2 separate regions of the Oncorhynchus mykiss genome follow, and region 1 is linked to region 2. Evidence: chromatin contacts called from public Hi-C data. All regions are on one chromosome and are shown on one strand. The core of a region is the stretch at or near the end of the contact, and the rest is flanking DNA. Distances in the headings are between cores, read along the strand shown.

Region 1 (4,397 bases), core at 1,568-4,067, 460 kb before region 2:
AGTGTGTGTGTGAGAGATTTTGACAGCAGATCTGTGAGTTTGTGCTGACGTGTCTCTGTTCCGGCTTCAACTGGAGTAAGTGAGCGCTTGATTCATGTGAAATTGTTGAGCTCTCTTCATGCTCACTCACTCTCAGAAGGGACTGGGTGACAGCTGTTCTTTGAGCGAGAGAACAGCCACTCAGAGAGTCCACACACAGGAAACTGATCTGGAAGAAGGAACAGAGTTTAAAAAGGATAATCAGCAGCTAGATATTGCCTGACTAGGTATCTCTCCTGACATGGGCATGTTTTCAATACAGAGTCCTTTTGTCGTACAATATTCCATAGAAGGTATCCAGACCTTATAAAAGTAGCACAATATTCCCTTAATCTTGTAATAAATCAAATCTAGTAATACTGTACATAACTGGACATTTCTGCCATCCAGTGTGACAGTGTGGGGGGATAATCAACCCTCCAATTAATGGCAATGCATTTCTTAGCCGCTATAAATGCTTGGTTACATAGTTTCTTCTGATAACAGTCTCCAGTTTCAACATTTCCAAGCAAACCAAAACCGAGAGAAGGGAGAATCTGAAGACCTGCTGAGACAAAAGAAAATACTCTTTGCCAGAATTCACCTAGCCTTCATAAGAGTATAACATATGCAAATATGACCCCTTCTGTGTTTTACACCTCCAGCTGAGGAATTACATTTCAGAGTGCATGATATTCAGTTTCACTGACATATAGTACATTATATGGATAGTCTTAAACTGCAGTCATTTATATCTGAGATTATATGAACATGACTGGGCATTCAAACATATAAGTATCCATTCGGGATCATCAAGTGTCTACCAGGTCTTCCTCATATTTTTGTTTTACATGTTTTGTGTCATCGGGAAAAGCCTCGATCAAGGTTTGTCAGACTGCCTTAAAATAGTTTCAATCTTTGAAGCTCCTGGCTTGTCCAGTGTTTGCTGCGCAGAGAGAATAAAGTGTAATCTCAGCACCATCACACACTGGTCTTCTCTGGTTGCTTGACCCTGCTGAGACCCCTGTCACCATCTGATCCTTCTCAGATGAGGCATGTCAAAGATTTACCTTGATGTACATTTATACATTATATTATCCAAGAATAGAATCAATTGTTCAATAATTGAAATGACCATTCTTCCTAGGTCCCAAACTGAAGCCTACCCATCAACTCAAGATGTAACTTTGTATCCATTCATTGATTGCTATATTATACTGCAAAATTCATCTTTCCTGGCTATCTGGCTTTGATTGGACATCTGTCACCATCTGTTCCTGCTAATAAATGATGAGCATAGTGTTATGTACTGACAGTTCACCATGACAGTGAAGCCTGTAGAGCTGTTTATACCGTGTCAGTGTGAAATGAAGGGAATTAACTAAGGAACCTGGCAGATCAATAACTTTACATTGCTATACTGACTAATAAAAACTCACAACGCACTATCAAAAAACAGAATATCAGGGTACAAAACATTTCCATACACACAACAGCTGTTAGACACTGCCACCTGACTGATAGCTAGAGGCTAGAGCTGAACTGGCTGTGGTAGCGTTAGTTCATTCACTTCAGACAGAACTTCAGTTGAGAAGGGATGAAACACTAACGTTACACGTCAGTTAAACTACTAGCTCAGCACTGGGAATAAATACTTTTTTTCTGTTAAGTCAAACAGCAGTTACCTTGCCAGCTACATCAGTCAAAGAGTAGCCAGTTTCTGCTTTGCTTGCTTTGACATCTCAGAGAAAAAGCAATAGGGGCGCATGTGCGTTATGCTATGTATCACGTGATCTGGCTAATGTAGGGAGGAGCGCCCCTTTTCAGTTGTATCAAATGACAGCGTTGTGGCCCCAAAAACGCTACAGAATTTGCACAAAAAAAACAATATATGCAGAATACATTTAACCACAACAATTTCGATTGCAGACTACTCATAAACGTAAGCACAGCTAGTTGGCAGGCTAGTTACAGCTAGCAGCAAAAGCTAAGTTAATATGGCTGGGTTATCAAGCGTTACAATGTAACGTTTTACCGCAATATCATTTTTTGTTGTAAAGTAGTATCTCTTTGGCAGCACTATAATGAGCAAGAAAGCGTGCTACATTTTCTTGTTCACTAGGTGAATCGCTACATTAACTGTGTTGGATACACCGACCTAAAGGGTTGGCCATTTAAACCTTGGGAATAAAAAAATGGGTGCAAGATATGCAGCTGGTCCGAGGCGAGGGTAATAATACAATTGTCAACTTAGATGGCAAGACGTCTAAATTATTTAGAAATGGACAACATCTAAAATGTTTTCTTCGTTGGGAATACAGACAAGGGGCTCAGGAGCCACCGAAAATCTCCCTCTCATATGTATCCCTTTCTCCTCCTCCATTGCTTCAGGGTTGAACATTATTTAGGGAGTTTTCCTTCATTAAAAGTAAGTCGCTCTCCCGTAAAAAACTAACACAAATGCCGTAATCGACAAAAACTCATAATATCCCGATGAATACTAATTAATAAATACCAGGAATCGGATATGGTCAAGCAGAACCCATTTTTTGTTGATTAGCAATGAACACAATGATTATGAAAATCACCTTTAGAGTGAACTAACGTACTTTGCTGTAGCTATGTCCGATGGGGTCAAGTCAGTTTGCTGTATCCTGCGTCAAATGGAAAACGGCTCCATATACGGACATTTTCCCTTATTTCTTCTGCATACCTCCATCCGATTTTACCCTATTTTTTGCCAACACAACCAGCGGCTTTCTTCTTCAGCAGCGTCTCGTCAGCTACACTAAAAAAAACTATTTCCGGGTCACAGAATTTCGGACATTTTCTAAATAAAAGTTCCCCATGTAATCGTACAAAAGTGACAATAACCTGTATTTATTATTCATGATATATGAAATAATATTTTCAATGATTCATATTTGTTCATGTTTAAGTGACATTTAAAAAAAAACATGTTCCAAGGTCAAATAAATGCCCCCACTGCAAGTAACCGTATATTAAATACATATTGGATTATAGAGCAAAAACTATTCGAGGTGCAGCAGTAAAAGTATTGTAGGGAATACTCAGTAGGATCTGTAGAATGTACATGGTGTCATTTCATGGGGCTCTGAATAACAAGGAGTGTTGCTGGCATTCTACTCTGCCTATTACATTGGCCACAATGCGCATCCCTGTATATGGAACACATATTGGCTCATAGAGCGCGCCTTTACACATTTAAAATCAGCCCATGGCCAGCCACGTGTGCCAAATGCATCAGGTCATCAGGTTAAAGTATAATAATCACTGCAAAACCTAAAATATCCATATGATTACAGGGTAAAGTGAATGGTGGCCTCATCTCAAACATACCCTTGTAAAACTGACCATCCTACCAATCCTCGACTTCGGCGATGTCATTTACAAAATAGCCTCCAATACCCTACTCAACAAATTGGATGCAGTCTATCACAGTGCAATCCGTTTTGTCACCAAAGCCCCATATTCTACTCACCATTGCGACCTGTACGCTCTCGTTGGCTGGCCCTCGCTTCATACTCGTCGCCAAACCCACTGGCTCCATGTCATCTACAAGACCCTGCTAGGTAAAGTCCCCCCTTATCTCAGCTCGTTGGTCACCATAGCATCTCCCACCTGTAGCACACGCTCCAGCAGGTATATCTCTCTAGTCACCCCCAAAACCAATTATTTCTTTGGCCGCCTCTCCTTCCAGTTCTCTGCTGCCAATGACTGGAAGGAACTACAAAAATCTCTGAAACTGGAAACACTTATCTCCTTCACTAGCTTTAAGCACCAACTGTCAGAGCAGCTCACAGATTACTGCACCTGTACATAGCCCACCTATAATTTGGCCCAAACAACTACCTCTTTCCCTACTGTATTTAATTGATTTATTTTGCTCCTTTGCACCCCATTATTTTTATTTCTACTTAAAAAAAAACATGTTCCAAGGTCAAATAAATGCCCCCACTGCAAGTAACCGTATATTAAATACATATTGGATTATAGAGCAAAAACTATTCGAGGTGCAGCAGTAAAAGTATTGTAGGGAATACTCAGTAGGATCTGTAGAATGTACATGGTGTCATTTCATGGGGCTCTGAATAACAAGGAGTGTTGCTGGCATTCTACTCTGCCTATTACATTGGCCACAATGCGCATCCCTGTATATGGAACACATATTGGCTCATAGAGCGCGCCTTTACACATTTAAAATCAGCCCATGGCCAGCCACGTGTGCCAAATGCATCAGGTCATCAGGTTAAAGTATAATAATCACTGCAAAACCTAAAATATCCATATGATTACAGGGTAAAGTGAATGGTGGCCTCATCTCAAACATACCCTTGTAAAACTGACCATCCTACCAA
Region 2 (4,441 bases), core at 267-2,766:
CTGGCGCAGTGCATGCTAACCAAGGTAGCCAGGTGCATGGTGTTTCCTCCGACACATTGGTGCGGCTGGCTTCCGGGTTGGAGGCGCGCTGTGTTAAGAAGCAGTGGTTGGGTTGTGTTTCGGAGGACGCATAGCTTTCGACCTTCGTCTCTCCCGAGCCCGTATGGGAGTTGTAGCGATGAGACAAGATAGTAATTACTAACAATTGGATACCACGAAATTGGGAAGAAAAGGGGGGTAAAAATGTCATTTTAAAAAATAGAAAAAGGAAAAGGAGGACAGAACACGCCCCCATTCTCATCGACAGGGCTGCAGTGGAGCAGGTGGAGAACTTCAAGTTCCTTGATGTCCACATCAACAAACTATCATGGTCCAAACACACTACGACAAAGGCACGCAAAGCCTATTCCCCCTCAGGAGACTGAAAAGATTTGGCATGGATCCTCAGATCCTCAAAAGCTAGAGGGTAGTGCGTACGGCCCAGTACATCACTGGGGCCAAGCCTCCCGCCATCCAGGACCTCTATACCAGGCGGTGTCAGAGGAAGGCCCTAAAAATTGTCAAAGACTCCAGCCACCCCAGTCATAGACTGTTCTCTCTGTTACCGCACGGCAAGCAGTACCGGAGCGCCAAGTCTAGGTCCAAAAGGCTTCTACCCCCAAGCCATAAGACTTCTGAACAGCTCATCAAAGGGCTATCCAGACCCCTCTTACACTGCTGCTACTCTCTGATTATTATCTATGCATAGTCACTTTAACTCTACATATTACCTCAATTACCTCGACTAACCGGTGCCCCGCACATTGTACTGGTAACCCCCTATATAGCCTCGCTATTCATATTCTTACTGCTACTGTTGAATTATTTGTTACTTTTATTTATTTATTTTACTTATCTACGTTTTACTTAACTTCTTAAAGCATTGTTAAGGGGCTTGTAAGTAAGCATTTCACTGTAAGGCATCCTCTTATATTCGGCGCATGTGATAAATAAAATTAGATTTTAACTATAGCTATGATTTTTATTTGAAAGACTCTTCCTGATATAAAAGATAAGGGGAATATCATAATATGTTTCGAAAACAGGTTTGAAATCGATGATTGCCTTTCCTAAACATTTAAACACAGCGTCGGAATTGTGGTTCACATGGAGCTAAATGCGGGCGAACGTAACCGCTGAAACCCCGTTAGGAAGGGTTTTCGAGAGCTAGCATAACGTTAGCTAGCAAGCTTAAGTAAAGTGGGATGGTTGATAATGGATATTTGCTGTTGTTGCCGTCACGTATCTACCCTTTACATAACTATTATTAAACACTTTACATGAGGCAAAACATGTCATGTTAAAATTATTAATTATATTTTTTGTACCATATTTGAAGGTGCTGTCAATGTTGTTGTTGTCCAGCAGGCAGATTCCTTTCTTCACTCCTGTCGCCTTCTGTTCTTTCTTCCTCAGTGATACCGCTGTGAAGCAGGCAAGAATAACTAAGTACTTCTGGGTCACGGATTTTTGGAATCCTTCAGAATAAGAGTCCCGTCCTGTAAACTTTGTAAGTGAATCATTTGGGCGAATATTAAGGAAAATGTGCACAATTATCGATATATTTTTCATAGAAAAACGAATTAAACGTATTTCTATGAAATATTATTTGATTTATTTGCAGATTTTTTTTTAAAATTTCAAACCTACATGGTTAACAATGTTTTTGTGTGTGTACGCCACAGGAGGTTGGTGGCACCTTAATTGGGGAGGACGGGCACGTGGTAATGGCTCGAGCAGAATAGGTGGAAAGGTATCAACAACATCAAACACATGGTTTCCATTCCATTCATCCATCCAGTCGTTCCAGGCATTATTATGAGCAGTCCTCCCCTCAGCAGCCTCCTCTAGTGTACGCCTATCATTTATTGCACCATACATGTGTCTCAGTGTTCTACTCAGAAGCACTTCTAGATTCCACATCCACAGATTTTACATCCCAATGAGTGTTGCTGCTCATTCTGCGGCCCTTAAAGAGTGGCTTATCAGCTTAAATCCAATCTGTTTTCATATTGGACATATTACATATTGCACTGTACACAATTTTCTGTATGTTGTGTCGCAGTTAATGGGGGGTGCTTCTAGTTTCCAAATCCACAGACTATACATTACGAAGAGCATTGCTGCTCATTCTACAAACAAACAATCGGTTTATTCAAAAAGTCAAGAGAGACGCAATTTGGTAAAAAGCATGATTTATTCATAACAAATATCATGATGAAGTAAATTAATTAAATACTTTTCGTGAAATTGATCATCAACAGTAACACAGAAGTTTCAAATTATATGTCATCTAACAATTCCACAACAACTACCTAATACACACAAATCTAAAGGGCTGGAATAAGAATGTGTACATATATGGATGAGCGATGACCGAGCGGCATAGGCAAGATGCAATAGATGGTATAAAACACAATATATACATATGAGATGAGTAATGTAAGATACGTAAACATTATTTTTAAAGTGGCATTATTTAAGTGACTAGTGATCAATGAATTAAAGTGGCCAATGATTTTGAGTATGTATGTAGGAAGCAGTTTCTCTGTGTTAGTGATGGCTGTTTAACAGTCTGATGGCCTTGTGATAGAAGCTGTTTTTCATTATTGGGCAAACCAAGAGTGCAAGTCTGGTTCCAGAGTGCACACTGGAAGCAAGAAAATAGTAAACTAAAATAGTAAATTTATTGTTTTGTAATTAACATATAGTCCTGAATTATTCAGTCCGCAGAGAGTTAAGGCGACAGTTCAAAAGGGCAGACTGGATCTTGATTTTATGAACACAAACAATGGATAGTTTTTCCTGTACAGGGCTATATTTATGTATGGAAAGGAAAGGGGGATACCTCGTCAGTTGTACAACTGAATGCATCTGAAATGTGTCTTCCGCATTCAGCCCAACCGCTCTGAATCAGAGAGGTGCAGGGGCTGCCATAATCAACATCCAAGTCTTCGGCGCCCGGGGAACAGTGGGTTAACTGCCTTACTCAGGGGCAGAATGACAGATCTTTACTGGCCCAACGCTCTAACCACTAGGCTACCTGCCGCGTGTAATTTGTATCTTCTAATATGTATGTCCAATATGAAAAACGGATTGGATTTAAGCCAGTCACGGCGCAGTTTCGTGGGAACCCCCAGCAAGGTCCAAGCAAGGCCAGAGAGATAAAATGCAGTTTTATAGCTAATCTCATGCTATTTTACACATTTCGCGATGAGGTTGAGAAAAATAGATGCTCATGGATTCTTCAAAGATTGGACAATGTAAACTTTTTCTCCACAATATTTGCCTTAATATGAACAAAATGTGAAATATATATTTTGATAGACCAAAGTATCAGCTATCACACCATGTAACCAAACAACCAATTTTTAATGTGTATTTTTTTAAATAAAATGCAACTAACTGGATTTATGTCAACTCTGTCAGACACCAGAAAAGGCATTTCATTTTTACTATCAAATCAAATCCAATTTTATTTGCCATAACTGACGTTAGCATATGTTAATGCGAGTGTAGTGAAATGCTTGTGCTTCTAATTCCGACAATGCAGTAATAACCAACGAGTAATCTAACCTAACAATTTCACAACAACTACACTATACACACAAGTGTAAAGGGATGAAGAATATGTACATAAAGATATATGAATGAGTGATGGTACAGAAAGGCAAGATGCAGTAGATGGTATCGAGTACAGTATATACATATGAGAAGAGTAATGTAGGGTATGTAAACATTATATTAAGTGGCATTGTTTAAAGTGTCTAGTGATACATCTATTACATAAAGATGGTAAAATGCAGTAGATGGTATCGAGTACAGTATATACATATGAGATGAGTAATGTAGGGTATGTAAACATATAAAAATGACATTGTTTAAAGTGGCTAGTGATACATCTATTACATAAAGATGGTAAGATGCAGTAGATGATATAGAGTACAGTATATACATATGAGATGAGTAATGTAGGGTATGTAAACATTATATTAAGTGGCATTGTTTAAAGTGGCTAGTGATACATTTTTTTACATCCATTTTTCCATTATTAAAGTGGCTGGAGATTTGAGTCAGTGAGTGTTTAAAGGCCTTGATTGTTCAATTCTAACATTAGATTATTCAAATATCTAATACAAATCTTGAAACTTCCTTTTGTTTTGTTTTATAGCACTATTAAATGTTCCAGGGCTAATTTCGTTAGCATTTTGATATGCTTTTTCCAGATTTAGAACATAAAATTATTAAGCAAACATTATGCCTTAGGCCTAGCACAGAAAATACTTCAATTGTTTAAGCACATGTTGCGGAAAAGTGATGACAATATATTTTTTTGAATAATGGGGTTAGACATCAGTGGCAGAGTTGACAAGCCACTGACAGAGTTGACAACAGATACTCA

The links. Hi-C and Micro-C count contacts between places; a contact is called where the count stands out from the background.
Region 1: a contact with region 2 is called in a Hi-C map of liver, with 10 times the contacts expected there. The contact joins the promoter of LOC110496871 here to the promoter of LOC110496763 in region 2. A contact is called at or near these places in 2 of 3 Hi-C or Micro-C datasets (blood and liver).

The regions. Positions count from the first base shown.
Region 1 is chr2:78,232,324-78,236,720 of USDA_OmykA_1.1, reverse strand. It overlaps LOC110496871 (ELKS/Rab6-interacting/CAST family member 1), which reads right to left and starts at 2,817. Exons shown (of 20, transcript XM_021572904.2): 1 at 2,628-2,817; 2 at 1-208.
Region 2 is chr2:77,774,141-77,778,581 of USDA_OmykA_1.1, reverse strand. LOC110496763 (dynein light chain roadblock-type 2) reads right to left here and starts at 1,516. Exons shown (of 4, transcript XM_021572799.2): 1 at 1,368-1,516. The coding sequence starts at 1,370.